Linked DNA regions of Mus musculus: region 2 is linked to region 1. The links are chromatin contacts, called in public Hi-C maps. All regions are on one chromosome and are shown on one strand. The core of a region is the stretch at or near the end of the contact, and the rest is flanking DNA. Distances in the headings are between cores, read along the strand shown. Region 1 overlaps Ksr2 (kinase suppressor of ras 2). Region 2 overlaps Fbxw8 (F-box and WD-40 domain protein 8).

The links. A called contact is a pair of places that touch in the nucleus more often than the background predicts.
Region 2: a Hi-C map of the CH12 cell line shows a contact between it and region 1, with 4 times the contacts expected there. The contact joins two enhancer-like sites. A contact is called at or near these places in 4 of 39 promoter capture datasets (hippocampal neurons, pre-B cells, second pharyngeal arch cranial neural crest and 1 more), 2 of 15 datasets of contacts at CTCF or cohesin (large pre-B cells and pro-B cells), 37 of 484 Hi-C or Micro-C datasets (the 63-12 cell line, the C2C12 cell line, CD4 T cells and 26 more), 5 of 115 datasets of contacts at active chromatin or transcription factors (T-cell acute lymphoblastic leukemia, astrocytes, embryonic basal ganglia and 2 more) and 1 of 9 other capture datasets (embryonic stem cells).

The regions. Positions count from the first base shown.
Region 1 is chr5:117,508,293-117,512,895 of GRCm38.p6, forward strand. The region is part of intron 3 of Ksr2 (kinase suppressor of ras 2); the gene reads left to right. Among named protein-coding and RNA genes, the nearest start is that of Gm42013, 26 kb to the left of the region's middle. Within about 2 kb of position 1,884, at least 39 of the 459 cell types and tissues checked have an H3K27ac peak or open chromatin away from gene starts, as enhancers often do. A contact at or near this core is called in CD8 T cells, the CH12 cell line, Th1 cells and 1 more, where this site is marked.
Region 2 is chr5:118,079,625-118,084,227 of GRCm38.p6, forward strand. All of the region lies in intron 7 of Fbxw8 (F-box and WD-40 domain protein 8), which reads right to left. Among named protein-coding and RNA genes, the nearest start is that of Gm30466, 11 kb to the left of the region's middle. Within about 2 kb of position 2,532, at least 108 of the 459 cell types and tissues checked have an H3K27ac peak or open chromatin away from gene starts, as enhancers often do. A contact at or near this core is called in CD8 T cells, the CH12 cell line, Th1 cells and 1 more, where this site is marked.

The DNA of each region.
Region 1 (4,603 bases), core at 634-3,133:
ACACAGTCCAAAATACACATTTTACACCTTTAGTCCCAGCACTTGAGAGGGCGAAGCAGGTGGATCTCTTGAGTTTGAGGCCAGCCTGGTCTACCTAGCAAGTTCAGAATAGCCAGGGCTACCTAGTGAGACTCTGTTTCAAGCCAACTAAACAACAAATCTAATCTTAAGAAAAGAAAAAAAACAAAACAAAACACTAGCGATGTTGGTCATGCTGCTAGATCTACGCCATCTCAGGTCCTTCTGAAGTTCCCATGGCAACAGCTTGCTATTTCCCACTTCTCATGAGTCAGGACTTGGATTCGGAACACCAGTGGCTATGGCTGTTGCTGCTTTGCAAGACCCCCGTGGCACACAGGGCCAAGGTTGGTGCCACTCCTTTTGGGGAATGATGATCACCCCTCTGGTTTCCTTGCCACCAGCCCTTCCTTCTGTGGTACCCGCAGGTAGCTATGTCACAACATTGTGGGCTTTTGCCTATCACTGGGCACCCTCTGTTATCTGCTCCAGGGGGTGTGTGTTAATATCCAGTACACAGTAAGAGTTTAATAAGTGATTTGAATATCCGCTTCCCCTTGCCTGGCCCAGGACAACCCAGCAGGCACTTGAAGCACGTCTCTCTCCAGGGACTGAAGACACACACCTAAGGAGTTAGCCCTGTTTGGCCATGGGTCTCCATTTCCTTTCAAGCCCTAACATATATACTTATAATTACTTGTATGCTTGTGTAGGTGCATGTACAGCACACCCACATCTCTGTGTATGTGGATGCGTACACCCGTGTGGTGCCCAGAGCTCAGAGGAAGGGGCAGGCTATGTGTCTCCCTCACTCCCCACCTGGTCCCTTGAGGCAGGCACTTTTGGAACCTGGGACTCACGAAGCTGGAGCCAGCAAGTCCCAGCTGTCCTTTTGTCTCTGCCCTCCTCAGGGCTGGGCTTCTAGGCATGTGCTGGATGCCTGGTTTGTTATGTGAGAGCCAGGATTTGAACTCTAGATCTCCTAATTCCAGAGAACACTCTGCCCCTAAATCTTGGTGAGCCACGGATTCTGCGGCACCCCGGATGAAGTGTGGGCGTCCCGTCTCAGGCTTGCCCCCTCTGTCCAGAACTCCCTGTCCCTCCCCATTTACATCCTCAGACCCAAAGCTCCTCCACCCCATCCCACCCCAGAGACCCTTTCGGGATCCCACAAACTGAGCTGACTCCTGACCTTTGACCACTAGAACATCCCGCACTTCGGGACTCCGAGGACTGTACCGTAGAGCCCTCCCCACCTCTCCAACTTCCCCTAAACTTTGTAGCAGGACTTTCCGGTTGTAGGCAGGCAACTGCCGCCCTAGGCTCTTGGTCTCTGGCATCCTGACCAGGTTGAATTAATTGATCCACATTGGACAAAGTGCCTGGGAGAGCTGCATGCTGTGCCTGCTGTACATATCCACTAAGGGGCAGCATTGAGCCAGCCACCACGGCTCCTTCCTGTTTTTAACACTCTTGTGCCCTCAAAAATTGTAACTACTTCCCTGAAGCTTCTAAACGCCTCGGGTCTGGCTAATTCCCACCCCCACCCCCACCCCCATTCTCCCCCCCCCCCGCCCCCGCCTTTCCGTGTAGCTAAAAAGTCTAGTCTTAAACTAGTAAGTTGATGCCTTCTCCACCAGACTCCTCCCTCCCAGGGACTGCGAAGCCCCACAGGGTGCAATCTGGACCCTCTGTTTTGTCTCCTCCTGGCTGGATCGTCCCAAGTCTGAAACTGAAGATCACTCACTCATTCAACACAGAGGCCTCTTCAAGGCAGGCTAGCTTAACCCCATGGATCTGGGGTGGATGAAAACCCCAACATTTGATAACTCTCCGGCTGCTGCCACACACCTGGTACGGTTTGCCCTGTGGAGATGTGCGCTGGGTAGTCAGGGGGGAGAATGGTTTTGTTCTGTGTGGGTGAGGACGGAGCTGAGGCAGACTCCGCAGCGCAGCAGCAGCAGCAGCAGCAGCAGCAGCAGCAGCAGCGGCAGCAGAACACGGTGCAGGATGGGGGCATGGATGGCAGGAAGAGTGGAGCAGGCCACAGGGTGGCAGATCTTTGGGATGGGTGGTAGTGGTGATTGTCACATGAACAGGGGACAAGGTGTGCCACCAGCTACTTAGCTGCTTTTTTCTTTCTAATTTCTAGTTCCTTTAGGGTTTTTGTTTGTTTGTTTGTTTTTGTTCTTTTTTTTTTTTTTTTTTTTTTCGAGACAGGGTTTCTCTGTGTAGCCCTGGCTGTCCTGGAACTCACTTTGTAGACCAGGCTGGCCTTGAACTCAGAAATCTGCCTGCCTCTGCCTCCCAAGTGCTGGGATTAAAGGCATGCGTCACCACTGCCCGGCTCCGTTAGGTTTTTAATTTGAATTTTATTTTTTTGTAACAGGGACTTACAGGTTCAGAAGCACTGATCTGAGTGCTTACTCTGTATCTGCTGGGCCTCCAGGGTTGGCAGCCATTCTCAGGGACCGGGGGCTTGTGCAGAGACTTAAAGTGAGTGACTCTTCTGGAAGTTGTGGGGACAAGCAGGCTTCTGTGGTGGTAGGGGGTATGGAGAAAACCCCAGGGCCGCTAAAGACTGGTTGGGCACTAAGTGGTTGGTGCCCATGAGACAGAGGCCACTGCAAAGCGTTCACGCCTGTCAGTCACATGACCTCAGACAGCTGTGCTGGCGACAGCATAGGGGAGCCGCTCAGAGCAGGGTGGGACACTGCACATCCTTCACGGAGCTGGGGGACCGTGCAGAGAGAGAGAGAGAGAGAGGGTTAGAGCAAGGAGCTGCCCCTCCCCGGCCCAGGTCTTTCTTTGCTGGTGTATTTGGTCCTCCCGGCCCCTCCGGGGTATCAGGGGATGGGGGGAGAACAGGAAGCTGGGAACAGGAAGCAGAGAGGCCCTGAAATAGAGCAGCCTCAGATGCTCTGTGGCTTCCTACCAGTTGGGCTTTGAATGGAGCCCCCAGAAGCACCCCCGTCTCCTTTGACTAGAACAAAGCCCGAAGAGTGGTCTTGATTGCTCCATTGTGAGCCTTGCTTCTGACTTGGAGAAGGATGGAGGAAGAGCAGCTCCCCTTCCAAGAGAGGCCTACAGGGACAACCGCGTGTGCCGGCAGGACGCCATGGCCCCCTTCCCAGGGCCTACTCTCAGGGTCCCTCCCATCTGTCCCAGAGGCGCCTCTGTGCCTGTGGCTCAGCCGCTTACCCTGTCACTACCCACGGGACCGCCTCTGCTTTATCAGTGCTGGAGCCAGGGTCACGATGATAGGGAATCTCTGGCCTAGGGACCCATGTTCCTCTAGTGTCTGGTAATGCAGCCCCCTTGTCTCCTCTATCAAGAAGAGTTTCAACTGGAGAAACTCTTCATTTCCACCGACCCACTGCACAGTGGCTAGTGACTACCCTTTTGACCCTATACTTTCTAGAACTTTCCTTGCATCAAAAGAGAGTTTGAGTGTGCTCACGCATGTGTGTGTGTACAGATGCATATGTATGTACGCATGCATGTGAAAGCAGAAGACGACCTCAAAGGCCCTGTGTCACGCGCCACCCGCCTTATTTTGCGACAGGCTCTCTGACTGGGCTGGGATTTCCAACTTGGTTTACCTGAGGTCACAGTGGGTCACGAGGACCTGGTGTTGGGAAGGATGGGGAGGGAACATAGGGCCAGCACCCCCCGGGTCACACTTTCCATTGCCCCAAGGGCAGGTGGCCTCCAGGGTGTGATGGGGACTACTTCACCCTGGCTAACCCCGACCCAGAATAGCGCAGGGTTCTAGAACCTCGCACCCACCATGATCCAGGTGGGAGATGGTTACTCTGGAGCTGGAAGATTGTCCCAGGGGCATTGGCTCACGTGAGAATCACCATCAGGAAGCTTGGCTTTCAGAGCTGAAGGGCAGGGTCTCCATCCCGTGTCCTACACAACTCAGAATCAAAGATGGGAGGAGCTTGCTTTGGGCAAGTCATGTCCGCTCTCTGTTGTTGGGGCACCTTCAGTGCTTACAGCAGTCTCTGCTGCAGGATTGGGGTGTAAAGCGTTGGTTAAGGTCAGTTTACCCCTCTCCCACCTCCCAGTAACTCTCAGCATACCCCAGGCTCTGGTTACTTTTTTGGATTTTTTTTCACGTTTACCTCCTTATCTCCCACCTCCTCCCTCATACGAATGAGAACACAGGTCTCACCCGTGAAGCTTGCGTTCCTTAGGGACAGACTGTTTCCTCCCAGGCTCTCTTTGTAACTGGGGGTCAGAATCACACTGGTGACCTGCCCAGCCCAGGGCTTCCCTCCCCCCTCCCCCCTCCCACCGTCCACACTTGGCCACCTCCACCTCCTGTCGGTCATACATTGCTTTGAAGACTTGGGGGGAGGGGGGTCAGAGGCTTCCCAGGAAGTGCCTCGTGGGAACAAGGTGCCTGCCAGCTGTGGCTGGTACCAGAATTTATGTCTCTGGCACCTGGAAGATAATGGTATAAGAGAAGGTTCACAATTGATGGCGACCTCGTGCCATGTGGTTGACAGAGGAAGGTCTTTGAGGATCGTGAATTAGCACCAAGCAGTCTTAGAAAACGCCGGAGTTCCAGGCTCCT
Region 2 (4,603 bases), core at 1,282-3,781, 570 kb after region 1:
CTGCAAATTCCTCATGAAGACATCCAAGTCAGCAGTCAAGTAGTTCTAAAGTGCTCAATAATTCAAAGGATCAGAACTACCCAAAGAGAACCTTTACCATTGCGCTTAGTTAAAGACCACAGAGATTGGAAAACACACTCCCATCTCCAAGGCAGGTCTTCCACGCTACAAGTCCCTTAACGACCTTTACCATGGCCCCCTCCCTCCCACACTCTCTCTCTTTTAATAAGGTTGAGCAAATGGGACTTCATTTGATCTGATTGCCACAGCCTAGTGACATCAATTATTCATGCTCACACTCCCTCTTGTTAAGACCATGCATTAGACTAATTTTTCTCTTTATTGCCCTGGTTGGGTGAGTCTTAACCCACGACCACTTGAGTTGTTCTCAGAGGTGTTCAGAGATGCTTGAGAGAAGGGGAAACTCCCCCCAGCGACAATGTGGGAGCAGGTGCTCTGCACTAATGTGGCCGCCGAGTCGATAGATTAGCGGAGCATCAAATGCAGGTTCAGCAGTGTTAGCAGCAAGCACGGTGCAGGCAGACGTGTGCTGCCATCCACTGAGTCTCCAGGACAGCTGCAGGCGACGCACTGCGAGCTCTCATTCTCCCTTCTGTAGTGCAGGTGGACAGGGGCCCTCTGGGAATGAGAGCTGCATTGTCATAAGGGACCAGGCAGCAAATTTTCTATTTCTGTTTACGTCCCTGTCAGGAAGATTACACTGTTTCTGATAAACACAGCTTCAGAATCCTAGCTGTCAGCTATTCTGACTGTCCTCAAGTCTACTTTTAAAGACACGCTTTATATATAAGGCTTCTTATAGTTAAGGCTTAACAATAAAATATGTAACAGAAGAATGTGGTGGTCCACTGTGGCCCATCTCCAGGAACAAGCCACCCTGAACAGTCTGGTAATAAATGCATAGATTTTTAGTTTAAAGGTCTCTCTTGCTCTGTACGTGCAAAAGTCATCTCTATGTGAGGCTGGGTTTTACAGATGTGTCTCTTCTATAAGAACAGCTAGGAGAGTTTCCATGATGAATACATAATTCCATTCTGATAAATAAGTTGTTTCTATCTGGCTCTTGATAAATCATTCAACGGTCGGGTGACAAACATTTACAAATCTTCTTCTTTGTAGCAGGCACTGGAGTGAACGGGTGTGGCAGCCAACATACTGCCAGATGAAAGAGTCATATCTGTGCTAGCTGCTGCTGGCCCAGCTGGCCCACTTTTCCCCACGTGGGACCTGCCTCTTCTGGGATCACAGAGCCATCGTAATGCAGTGTCTTAGCAGCTGATGTCTCAAGCAGGAGGAGGGCCTTAGTATTAGGAAGGAGATGGCCAAAGGTCCAACATCTATAAAGCATCAGCGACTCCTCTAGGTGAGGTGGCCTGCATCTTCTACATGTGATCAGGTCTGTTGAGGGTGCCTAGAGGTTATGGCTTTCCAGACAAATCATGATGGAAGTGCCAGAAGGTAGCTACTACCCTCACAATGGGGTCAGCTGATTTCCTCTCCACTCTGAGAAATCAGGATTCTTCTAACCCTGGGACTGACATCACCCATCTGTAAGTATGAACCACCAACAAACAGAGATGCCTATGAAGAGCTTTGGAGCTCTGCTGACAGAACTGGGGTTGTGTTCTGATGAACAAGGAATACAACTCTGACTTTAATTTTACCCAAACTTCAGAGGGTGACTGGATCCCCTCCTTGGAGCCTCAGCTGCTTCACCAGCATGGTCAGCAGTAAGAACCTTTTGAAGCGAAGAGAATTTGCCTGCTTCCCTTTAAACAAGGGGTGTCCTGAAAGGGGATGGAAGGCATTCCAAAGACACAGAGGGAGGGAAGGCCTGACCCAAGGACTGCAGACACACTTACCCCCTCCCTCCCTTCCATCACCACCAAATACACTCTGCTCTCTGGGGGAAAGGCTCAGGCAGAAGCCAGCTCTGAACAGAGCAAGCCAGCCTCACGCTCTGCATCTGCACCCAGTCAAGTGTGTTCTGCTCTCTCCACCACCACACACCTCACACGTGTGCTGCATCTGGTGTTCCCAAGTGCCACCCTGAACTGTGTCATCTGCTTGCCGCTCTCCAACACTGAGAGGAAAACAGTCCCAAGACTGTCTGGAATGCCAGGTGCAGCTTTGTTACCCGCACTTACACAGTGGAGCGCTTCCTTCACTGGGGAGGGGGAGGTGCTGTATGGTCCCTGGAGCAGAAATGCTGCTGCCCACCTTGGATGCAACGCTCAGCATGACCAGCGCGTACCAGATGCCATGGTCCTTATGTGGGCCTGCATCTGGCTAGGTGCATGCTTTTATATTTAGTGATAATTGGTTCAGACCAGGGACCAAGCAAACCTAGAGTTCACTCCAGTTCAGGCCTTTCCTTTACTGCTTAACACTTCCTTCCACCCCCCCTCCCCGCCCCCCCAGGTGACCTGCGGTTTATACAAGAGCCTCTTCATCCTGCCTAGGCAGAAGCCCCAGAGTACAGCAGCCCTGTGGGTTCTCTTGCTATCTGATGAGGCGGCAGGCCGGTATGCCTGGTAGAAAACTTCTCAAAGTGCAACTCAAGTCGGCTCCAGACGGCCCTTTGCACACTCTATTTACCACAAGGGAAGTGGTACAACCCACAGGAGCCCAAAATGAAGAGAGCACTGAGATTACAAAGGAGTCTGGGAGCCTGCCAGGGGCTGCTCTGGGGACCCCTGACCATGTCAGGTAGGGACCCAGTGTTTGTCAGCACAGAGGACATGACAACTGAGATCTTTGCATAAAGCTGTCTGTGGACCTTACATAGCTGGTGGGGTGAAGGTGAGCCCTGCCCTGGTGCAGCCCAGCTCAGCCCAGCTCAGGAGCACAATGCTCCCACACCACCTGCAGCCACCCAGACCTCTGTGGTACTGAAAACCAATACCAGCTGTGACAATAAACACAGAAAGAAGCAGGGACGGGCTTCTGAAGCAGTGACAGTTTCAGGTTAAGGACAGAGTTGGCTGCGTCCAGCCTGGAGTCGGCTTGTGCAGTCACCTACTGTGCGGCAGGGCAGGCAGCAGCAAACTGAGTACATTTAAGAAAGTGAACTCAGAATTTCTAAGATTCACAGTTGATGGATGAGTTAAGCAAAGCTGAGGGCAACCCAAGAAGACCCCATGAGCTAGAAGCTGGATCTGAGCAGTTCCTCAGAACACACTGCAGACACGGACGGGGCTGAGGCCTGACTACTACGTTGGTCCAACACACATCTAACCTGAGCTCCACAGAGCGAACAGAGAAGCTTTCAACAGACACTGAGTGCTTGCAATGAACACAAACCCACACACAGATGCTGAAGTGAAAGCATAGAACATAAGACAAGTGCTGGTCTTAGAGGTTCCGCCCTGTTTCTGACACAGGGCTCTGTTGGTCCGAGGCTGGCTCGGAGCTGGAGGACGGGGCGTTCCAACAGAAAAGGGAGATGAGTCCTCAGAGGGTGAGCAGTCACAGCCACAGCCACCTTTGTTTGCACCAGCATCAGTGGATGTCAAAGCCAGCAGTATCTTCACGGGACTGAGCAAACACTGTCAACATAGAACCCCAGCAATCTAGCCAGGCTGTCCTCAAGAGGGCCAGCGAAAAGAGGGCGTTTCAGTTAGAACGGCAGCCTGGGCCTCACTGGCAAAGTGAATGAACTGAAAATCACTCCAGCCAAAGTCTGAGCGGTTGGGAGAAGAGACTCAAGGAACTGCAGAGAAAGAACACACTGGCCCCACACAGCGGGGCGTCAGCAGGAACAGAACAACTCCAGCTCCTATTCCAGTGCAATGGCAAAAGGGAAGGAAATGTCCCAGACCCACCAGATGCCAGCCACACAGGGTAAACATGGGCTACTTCTCTGGATTCCAGAGCAGTGCCTGGCTGTGCACCAAATGAAGTAGATGAAGCGTGCGGTCCCCACACACTGTCTGGCCATGGTCACGAGGGACACTGTTTCAGAGAGACAGGTTTAAATAAATAAAATAAAATAAAATAGAAGAAGAGGAAGAGGAAGGGGGAGAGGGAGGGGGAGGGAGGAGGGAGAGGGAGAGGGGGAGGGAGGGGGAGAGGGAGAGGGAGAAGGAGAAGGAGGAGAAGAATTATTATTATTATTTCTGCTAAAGATGCCTGCTCTAGAAGGGAAATTCAGGACAAAAAAAAAAAAAAAGAAAGACAGGCTTTGAGTGTGACCATGAACACACGGTTCTACCCCACGGTGCAGCTCTGCAAAGACGGCCACCAACACTCATTTTTGTAAACAGAAAAGACAGGAAGGGAAAGAATAACAACTGATACATTTCACCACAAAGCAAGGTGCGCAGGCTGCTCACACACACATGCAGGCTGCTCACACACACGGCTAAGTGAGTGGTCCGGGGAATTCACAGATGAGCTCAGATTTAAAACAAAGGATGAGGAAGATGGACAACTGGGGAGGGCAAGGAGGCTGGGGAAAAAGTAAATCACATACAAAACAGCCGATAAAAAATAAAAAAGCAGTTAATACACATGAATAATGGATGTCTGATTTAAAAGCAGTTTACTCTGATATGATGTAATTTTTTGACAAGCAGCCAGA